Regions from separate parts of the Triticum aestivum genome. Here region 1 is linked to region 2. Evidence: chromatin contacts called from public HiCAR-type data. All regions are on one chromosome and are shown on one strand. The core of a region is the stretch at or near the end of the contact, and the rest is flanking DNA. Distances in the headings are between cores, read along the strand shown. Region 1 has its middle 4.9 kb from the start of LOC123124201. Region 2 overlaps LOC123119271 (protein IQ-DOMAIN 5).

Evidence for each region. HiCAR-type assays count read pairs that join an accessible place to other places.
Region 1: a contact with region 2 is called in a HiCAR-type map of leaf, with 3 times the contacts expected there. The contact joins two enhancer-like sites. A contact is called at or near these places in 3 of 5 Hi-C or Micro-C datasets (leaf and an unstated tissue) and 1 of 1 datasets of contacts at active chromatin or transcription factors (leaf).

What each region holds. Positions count from the first base shown.
Region 1 is chr5D:36,894,514-36,899,555 of IWGSC CS RefSeq v2.1, reverse strand. No RefSeq gene overlaps it. Among protein-coding and RNA genes, the nearest start is that of LOC123124201, 4.9 kb to the right of the region's middle. Within about 2 kb of position 3,760, at least 1 of the 8 cell types and tissues checked has an H3K27ac peak or open chromatin away from gene starts, as enhancers often do.
Region 2 is chr5D:36,828,281-36,833,225 of IWGSC CS RefSeq v2.1, reverse strand. LOC123119271 (protein IQ-DOMAIN 5) reads right to left here. Exons shown (of 7, transcript XM_044539001.1): 6 at 4,745-4,945; 7 at 3,991-4,470. The coding sequence ends at 4,325. Among protein-coding and RNA genes, the nearest start is that of LOC123119271, 7.5 kb to the right of the region's middle. Within about 2 kb of position 3,380, at least 1 of the 8 cell types and tissues checked has an H3K27ac peak or open chromatin away from gene starts, as enhancers often do.

The DNA.
Region 1 (5,042 bases), core at 2,511-5,010, 66 kb before region 2:
AGAGGCAATAGGAGAAAAAGGGCGAATTTTGTTGCTCGACAGTACTCTCATTTTTTGGGCCCACCTATCCGCTGAACAATGACATCGAGAAGTGATAGCGACAAACGATGTAACAAATCTAAAAAAACAAATGGTGTATCATGGTAAGACCGTTAGAGTACCAAGTAAAAAAAAGACCGTTAGAGCACGAAAATACAGACTGGAACATGGCTCCACGCTCATGCATGTAAATGGTAATTTTTTCTAAAAATATACTAGAAAAAATAAAATAAAGTAAAAAGGATTTTTGGGTATCAAACTTGATCGATCATTCTACTCACGCGTTAAGTTTTGTGAAGGAATGACATCTGTGATATTCTTAGTGAAGAAAATACAATCAATGTCTTACTATTTATTCAAATAGTATTTTGTAATAACTTTGATTTTGACTTGTTTTGTTCAAATAACATGAATGTTTCTTCATGAAATTTTACACACGAGTTGGATGGTTGATCAAGATTGATACCCAAAAATTCCATATTTTTTTACTATTATAATGAGTGCACGCGGAACCATGTTCAAAGATATCATGTCTGTGTCTCGTATGTCTAATGTATAGCTGGCTGATGGCCTCCCGTCTATTTATTATCACTTATCCTCCTTATGACCTTTTTGTTATTTTGCAGGCTTGTTGAGTTGATGCCCCTAGCATGCACTTTCTTTTTATGTTTTTCGCACTCTTGATGTTGCTTGTGGACCTTAGGTCTTTGATGTGCTGGTATCGTTGTTGTGACTTTATTTATAAAATGAAGAGAAAAACCCTTATCGGTATAGCTGGCTGACGGCTATATGATGTTGACATGTCATATAGAGCTATCATTTATAGTTACTCATATAATGTGGCTAGCTATAAACTTGGAAATTGGGCCAGTCATTTTTGCCCCTTCCCCTTTTCTATATCTTCAATTTATTATATTCATCTAGGAGTATGTGAAGAGGTAGGTTTTTGCATGACCGCCCACTCACCACATTTTGGTTGTCTGCCTTCTCCATGTAGACAAAAGTTCTACATAAACGGTATAAGCTCCTTATTATGCTTGATTTGTGCATGGTGTGCCTTCGTCATATGGGCAATACAAACTACAACACTGTATTTGCGAGGATGGTGAGGGATAGTCAGAGTTGTCTTGAGTTGTGCATTTGGTGGTGTCAGTGTCCTTCCTCCCTCGTTGTTCTTTGTGGTGTCTGCCAAACCTTCGTCATTCGAAGCCTTTGGTGGTGATCGACTGCTTTCTCTTGGCTTGATTGCCTCTTTGTGCGAGCATGATCACCACTTGAGTGACATCTCAAATTATTCGTGCACACATATACTTGCTAGGATACCTGGTTTCGAGCTCCGGATTAAAACTCTAGGTCATAGTCACGGTTGGTCATACCTGACAATGATGGTACTTTTACGTTGTTACCCTGTTGAAGACATTGCTCAGACGTGATCTTCAGGCTGAAAACCCGGAATCTAGCCTCTTGTAGTTGGATCCGACGACAACGACGTTTGGGGTCATTCGACATTGTTGTTGAAGAACCTTTTCCCTTGTCCTTGTATTGTCAGGAGATAGTTGGTGCTGATGGTTGTTTAATTTATTATAGTTCTTTGATTGTTGTTTGTTGGATGTGTGCATTCTCATCATGCATATGCCATACATCATTTTAAGTGAACAAGGGCATCTTCAACGCGGACCCTCAAAACTCCCACAATGGTCCGGACCGAGCTGTGCGGACACTAAAAGCCATCCAATGTGGTACCCCCATCAAACCGCAGAAGCGGCCGCTTGTCCAAAATCCCACAAACCAGATGAAAACCACAGGGAGGTTTGTGGGCGTCCTGACCGCCGCCACGTACGGCCAAAAAACCCTCTCTGCCTAAAAGACTCTCTCCCACGAAGCGGTTGTCATGTATTCATATCAGTCAGGCCACTCCAGAGCAAACGTGACTCCACGCGGTATTGATGCCGGTCAGAGGGATCGTGACCGGATGAGCAGGCGTCCTCGCTTTAATGCTGAGGCGACAACGGAGAAGCCTATTGTCCGCCCGTTTACCCGCCCACACCTATTTATGAACGGCTATGACGCCCTCCACACCACACCCTACATCCTCTTCTCTCTGTTCACCACCTCTCTGCTTCTTTCCGTGTCCGTTTGCCGCCGTCAACGATGCCAAAGTCGTTGTTCTCCACACCGGCAAGTGGCAGCTCCGGATCTCCTTCCGGATCCGGATCTTGGTGGCACCGCCGTCGCTCCCCCGGGAAGGAGAAGATCATCCTCTCCTCTAGCCACGAGGAGGAGCAGGAGCCGCAACCGTGTCTCCTTGCAGAGGCAGCGACGACATAAGAGGAGTACCAGGCGCAAATGAAAGATCATGCTCGAGCGGTCGCGTCAAGTACCGCGATCCCGCGCAGCCCTCGCCACCGCTCCACCGCGTCAAGGCGTACTATAAATTGATTTAGGGCTTTTTAGGCTTTAGTTGAACGGACGAGATGTTTCGTTGACATTTTTGTGACCCATGATCCAACTCACTCCACGGTCTAGAAGCATCATGCCCCTCCCGGTTCATGGGACAGCTGGCTGTGAACAAAAGGCTATCACAAGCAGGCTCATGCGCGATCCACTGCTCCGTCCTGATCTTGTTTCAGCGCTCAACTGAACCACCCATGCCAAACGCATCAGATTCTGTTTCCCCAATGCTGTCGTACAAGCAAGGAACAATGCACACCAGCTGGGCTGATGACAAGCACGACATGGTCGGTCGAGAAGCATCGCTGTACTGCCGGTGCACCTGAGGGTATGCAGACGTGTATACACACGGCTAGGTCTCTGCACACTCCTCCGACGATCCTCACATGCATGCACAGGTCGGTGAAAGTGGTTTCTCTGAATAAGCCAATCGGATCAGACCAGATCATGTCAGGTTATCTATGATTAAGTTTCTGGCAGTAATCGTTCATTTCAGTCAATGGTAGGTCGACGGCCATGCCAATCACACGACATTGCCTTCTGTTATGCCACAAACGGTTTTGGTTGCTGCTGGCAAAATCTCTTTTTCTTTTCTTTTCTTGAGGTTCCGGGTGCCTACAAGATGCAGCTGCTTTGCTCCCTTTTAGCCATACTAGAAAAGAAGAAGAATGAAAACAGAGATCTGGTGCATAAATAAAAAAGAAGAAGCAGAGCTGGTTCTTTATCCTTTTTCGTACAACTTTGGGTTGACCGTAAACGATTCTTTCCCAACATCTCAAGTCAGCATGATTCCCAAAATTCGAATGAGACCACCCACCCCAAAAAAGAAAAGAAAACATTGCGCGTCCAGCTAACACAAGTATCTATCTGAAAATCAGTCTGTACACGTCTGTCATAGCACTCCGTTCGTGCACAACCACTACATTATTATGCTTTAAATATTAACAAGGTAGTTTTCTCGGAGCTTGCTTCCTGGTGGATGTAACCATTTTTCTGCTCGAGTAGTTTATTGGTTCCAGACAAAACAGCATGACGCCTTGTACATGGCGTCTTTGACAGTGGCGTTATATAGTCTAGCATGACTTGCCCCGGGTGTAGGAAGGGCCATTTTGTGATTTTTTAAAAAAATAAGGTCATTTTATGCTGAACTTTGCCCAAAGTATCAGTTTTGTCATTTTTCACTCATCTTTGTGGCCCCACCTTGAGCTTGGATTGGATCATATGCCCCTTTTCCCCAAACCTGGAGGACATGTACATGCGCTGCTGACGTGGCACTCGCATCACATGTGCCATTCTGCACGCATGCACAAGTGGCTCGTCACAAAACAAAGCACGCATGCATGCTGCATGCAGCCAAGGAAGCAGATGAATGTCAGGTTATATGCCACCACATTACCTTTGCTATTTATAAAACTTCAAAGGTTTATTTTTTTTGTAGAATTTTTTTTAACAAGGTTGCTTTCTGCGAGATCTAAACCAAATTTTCCCTCCCTTAGTCCCTTAATTTACTGGCTTCCCAGAAGTGGATATGATCGGGCATGACGTTTCGTCTTCGTGGCCCTCTACCCCTTTTCTTCACAAACTTCGAGCTCCCGTCACATGTGCCTTTCTGTGCGAATTCAAGCATTGATGCATGGCATGCACAAGTAGGTGAGGTGAGAACAAATATTTTGGCTCGTGACAAACATGCATGCATGCCCCTGCCGCCAAAGAGCAGCCCAATCCCGTTTCCCATTTGTTCCATTTATGCATTTAGTCAACCGCCAACACCCATGCAAAACGCACACCAGATTGAAGCCTTGCAAAAACTCCAAATGATCTCATCGTGCTTCGAGATAACAGTAATCAGGTCTCTTTTGATTTATAGGAATATTGTAGGAATTTCATAGGATAGGATTTTCAAAGAAAAAAAATTATGGAGTCTTTGGTTTGTAGAAATGGATTCCTATTTCTATGTAGGATAGGTACCAATCATTCACATTTCAAAGGAGAAAACATTAGCCTAGACTCAATGAAATATTTTTTATCCTATGCATCAAAAGACATGTCTTTCTCTATAAAAATTGAGATGCATGTCATGTCACTTTTTATAATTTTACTATTTCAACGAAATTCATCTATAAACCAAGGAGGCCTAAACCGATAGTTCACATCATATGCGGTGTGCTTTCAACATCGGGGCGTTAGAAATCTGACGGCACTGGTTTTCTTCCTTCCTCTCATGAAGGCCATGGACGAAAAAGTTGCTATCCGGAATAAAATTTTGGTAGGCTCCACTTTTAAAGAAAAGGCAGGCAAGAGCAGAAAAAAAGGGACGAATTTGGTTGTTTGGTGCGGCTCTCGTATGGCATGCTGAACAGCGATAGCAACAAGTCAATAGCCACAAATTTAGGTTTGGATCATGCTGAGAATAGTATTGTGATGAACAAGTGTGTCCAAACTAGCTAGTAGTTTTCAGCTCCACCGAAATTATATCATAAATCAATCAGACGATAAGTCTCTCTACACTGACCTTCCAACGGCCATGAAGAAACTAGGATAGCTATGATGTC
Region 2 (4,945 bases), core at 2,131-4,630:
CGTGTCGTGATGAACATGGACGCACCGACGCACGCAGGCGACAGCAACATTCTCAGGAGAAAAGAAGGTTATCTGTCCAGACGAGAGTTTCAGACCAGCCCCATTTTCCTTTGTTCTGTTCATCCAGGCTGTCGGTCAACAGTCAACGTCCATGCCAAAACTCACCAGAGGTTCTATCTTGCAAAGATTCATTCTAAAAGAAGAAAAAAAACTTGCAAAGATTCGAAATAACCATGTTGTGCTTCGAGATAACTGCAGTTCACATGATGGAGTATAATACGTACGTGGTGTGGGAATACGTGGTGTGCTTTCAGCATCCGAGCCTTAGAAATCCGAAGCTGACAGCATTAGTTTTCCTCCTCCCTCTCATGCAAGCCACGGACAAAAAACGTTTTGCTATCCGAAGTAAAATTTAGATATACAAGAGGAGAAGAAGGAAGAATTTGGCTGTTTGGTGTGGCTCTCGTATGGCATGGGCCCACCTGACTGCTGCATGCTGAACAGCGATAGCAACAAGTCAACGGCCACAAATTTAGGTTTGGATCATGCTGAGAATAGTATTGTGACGAGCAAGTGTGTCCAAACTAGCTAGTTTTCAGCTCCACGAAAATACCAGTATAAATCAACCAATCGATTTATCTATATCATCTCTGTACACTGACCTTCCAACGGCCATGAAGAAATTAGGATAGCTATGATGTCGCTCTAACTGCCGAAAATGCATAGGAGCTCTCGGGTGCTACGCCCCCCTATATTAAAAAATAATTTATTAATTCAAAAAAGTCAAAAAATCCAGGAACTTTTTATGGAATCAAACATGATCAAGTATTGCATCCGTATAAAAAGATTAAACCTGGAATGACTTTTTTTGTATCCAGGGTTAAAGATTTCCCAAAAAAAATACTAGATACAAGTACTATTCATGCTATATTGTCGTCATAAATTTATCTTTTTTGCCTTGGAGTCAACGAGAATTATTCCTTGGCCAAACTTTTTATATGAGTACAATACCTAGTCATATTTGGTTAAAAGTTATATCCAGAATTTTTTCGACTTTTTTCTGAATTATTAATTTATTTTTGAATATAGGGGGGTGGAGCACCCGAGTGCTCCTAATCCGCTTCCCTCTAACTGCACCATATCTCTCTCATAAAAAATGGCTGTGATCACGGAACCAAAAAGATGTTGATATGTCGCCTTCATGAGCCCTTTTCACATGTTGAACTTGGATCACGACGATGTCCAGTTAATGGTACTCTCTTATTTTCAAATTACTTGAAGTTTTATAATTTATAGAAACATATATATTACGATCTAGTACATCACGAAATTAATTTTATTAGATCTTCGTAAAAATATTTTTTTAACACAGTATAGACGCAAACGCTCATACACACGCGCATACCCTCACCCCTATGAACACACACACCCACACCCTATCCCTATGAGCACCTCCAAAAGACTGAGCCGGCATATTCGTATTGAAATTTACGAAGTCACCGTAGGCACCTCGTTATCGACGGGAACGTCTCCTCCCACTGGGTGGGCTAGGGATATCACAGTCCCTATAACCATCTAACCACATATTCGTTCGCCGTAAAAATATATTTGATATCATCGATATAGCACACTTTTTCTAGACTTAATTAAATATAGACAAGACAAGTTTGACTAAATATGTCATCTCTATACGTACACCGACCTTCCAACGACCAAGAAGGAACAGGTGGTATAGCTTTGATGTCACTTTAATTTCACAATGCATATCTCACCAAAATAATCTTCTCATTCGAATCAGTATTTTGACTACCAAACCAAGAAAGATGCGGACGCGTCGTCTCCATGGCCCTGCACTAGCTTTTCATGCATTGAGGCAGCATGTAATGGACCATGATGATGAGCAGTAATTAACTCCACAGCGCCGCAGACTCCACGACGATCAACATGGATCGGGGTTGCATTGCATGCGTACATCCACAACAGTATAGGACTATAGATACATAGCCCTCTACAATTTTCTTTGATATCAAAGCTGCAGTGTGGAATTTCGCTATCGTTTTTCGTCAGGAAAAACAAAAGACATGCACGCCAGTCAACGGTCTAAAGCATCTACAGCCGGACCTCTTAAACCCGTCTCATACGTCCGGCCGGGCAGCCTGGTCACTGACCGATCATTTTTTTTAACCCAGATGGACGTCTCAAACGGAGCTCAAACGTCCGGGCTAACCGGGACACTCCATATCCAGCCCAAATATGGAGTGGATATGGGGCGTCCGGCACGCCCGCCATGTCGGTCTGACGGCGGGGTCCCACGCGGAAACGCCCGGAAACTCGGCGGTCCGACAGACGCCATGTCCGTCGCCGCGGTGTGAACGCCGCATGGCGCCGCTCCGGCTCGCCGCACAAGACCAAATCCGGCTATTTAAGCCGGTCGACGTCCCGCAACCCTAGCCCATCCCCCTCCCTGTGCCGCCAGTCTGAGCCCATCCATCTCCTCCCTCTCCCGCTCCAGCGCTCTGCCCACGGTCCGACGCTTCGGCCACGCTCCGGCACTTCGCCATGGTCCAGAGCAAGATCACCTACTACGCCATGCTGATGCCGGAGCGCCGCTACGAGATCCAGCAGGAGATCTGGATGAGGCAAGCCGTGCGCGCAGCCCGCATCGCTGCCGGGCTGCCTCCGGACTCGCGGGAGCTGCAAGAAGAGGAGTAGTCGGGGAAGAGGAGGAGGAGGAGGAGGAGATGGCTCCAATGAAGGTGGAGGAGTCGGAGGAGCCGTACCAGCAGGTGTCGGCCTTCAACATGGAGCAGGCGGTGGCGGAGTTCGCCGTCGCTCAGTCCGACGAGATGGCGGAGCAGCAGGCCATCCTGGAGTCCATCCAGGATGAGGCCTATGTGGAGGCCAACCGGGCGTTCCTCCGGCGAGAGCAGGCGGAGTCCGACGCGCTCTTCGCCGAGCTCGACGCGGAGATAGAGGAGGAGGAGGCCAGAGCGGAGCAGCCGGAGCTGCAGCTGCCAGCCATGCCGGCGGAGCCGGGCACGAAGACCGCCGTGATCTCCGACGAGAAGTAGCTAGGATCGACGTATTGCGTAGGTTCTACTTTCTTTTGCATGTCTTTGTATGGATATAAGAATCTAGTATGAGATGTCCGGATGTTGTAACAAGTGAAATTTAAAGCGTGCACGCGCGTCTGTGGGCTTTTGATGGGCCATATTTGTCATATGTGGTTGTAGACGCTCTACGGCCCATGCAAAAGAACACATCAGATTCCCTATTGTTGTCATAAAAGAAAAAAGATTCCCTATATGTTATTCAACATTACAAATGTAGTAGCAAAGCACACGCACACAAGGTATGCAATGGTGAGAGGGAGAAAGAGAGCCAAATCTGGTCGCTCCATGCGCCATCAGTATGATCCGGGCCCACCTGTCTGCTGAACAAAGACAACAGGTCGTTGGATCAATTTCCGATTGCCATCTTTGTACACTGACCTTCCAACGAACCAACAAGAAACAAATCAATCAATTCTGACACATCACATTCTAATCGCGTCGTATCTCAACAAGATAATCGTCATCACCAGACCGCCACATACAGCATTATCCTAATCCCCTGAACACATGCTTTCAGACAAAACCAGGAGCAAACAGCACATCAGATTATCACACAGCTCAGACATCCCATTAGTCAAAGGCAGGCAGGTGGCTTTCAGTTGGGTCCTAAAGAGACCTCCAAAGGGGGCTGCTTTGGAGCCACTGCATCTGCATGCATGATTGCACCTGGACTGGAGACCCATCATAATCACACCATCCTGCTTTGGCTTTGCAAAAGGCCACCACTTTCATCATACTACAAAAAATGGTCAAGCATGCAAGATGGAACACGTTGTGCTTATACAATTCCTCCAGAAGAATCTGGGTGAAGGAAGCAGGAAGAAAGCAGTGAGAGACATACATGGGGTATATGCATGGCTGGTCCCAACCACCACCATTGATGCTGCAGAACATGCAATGTTGGAACATTAAAGCATGGTTTTTCTTACACTGAAGGATAGATAGACACAACTTGCAGATAACATGGTGCTTGCCTCTTCGGTTCTTTCGGAAGAGTGGGTCGAAGAAGAAAACATACACACAGAATGCTACGGAAGCATGAGGTAATGGTTACAGCAACGCCTACCGACGGGGCATGGAGCGTGGCGGCGATCTAGATGCAGGGTTGTTTATTTCTTGGTTTTATGTACACAGATGATGCAGCGACATCATTGCCATGACTAAGTTTCTGGATGAAATGGAACTGAGTTGGTTGATCATCAGGCCTCTGCCTAAACCCGCTTCGCGCTTGTGCTACCAGGGCTCGGTCGCTGCTTCGATTCAGACTTGGATGCTCCTTTCGCCTTGTTCTTGGAACCGACGGGCTGAGCTTTCTCGCTGCTGTTCGCCTGGCCTTTTCTTGCCGCGCCACCGGCAGCTGCTGCATACATGTAATGGACATCAGAAACTGCAGCTGCATGAACTGAAATACTTAGCTAAGTAGCAAATGGATATCAGATACTGCTGCGGCATGAACTGTTAATACTTTGCAGAATGCATGCCAACTACAAATGAAATGCTTGGCTAGTGACAAATGAGCTCTTGAAAAGACACATAGCTTGTGACAGATACAGTTTTGGATAGCTTAAATATCTGAAGTAATAGCGTTCGCGACTCGGGAGGTTAACTGGCAAAAGAATGCATATATTTACCGTTGTTAGGAAGGGATAGCCGCTTCTTGGTTGGTGCATTGACTTGTGCTGCTGGCCTTTCCTTCGGATTACTTGTGGACCGTGGAGCCGGATCTGTAGGTTGAGGGCTGACTTCCTCGGAGGTTTGATCCGATGGCTTCGGTTTCAGCTTAGATGATCCCAAAGAAGCGGCGGGTGGCGCAGCCGCAGATTGCCCTGATG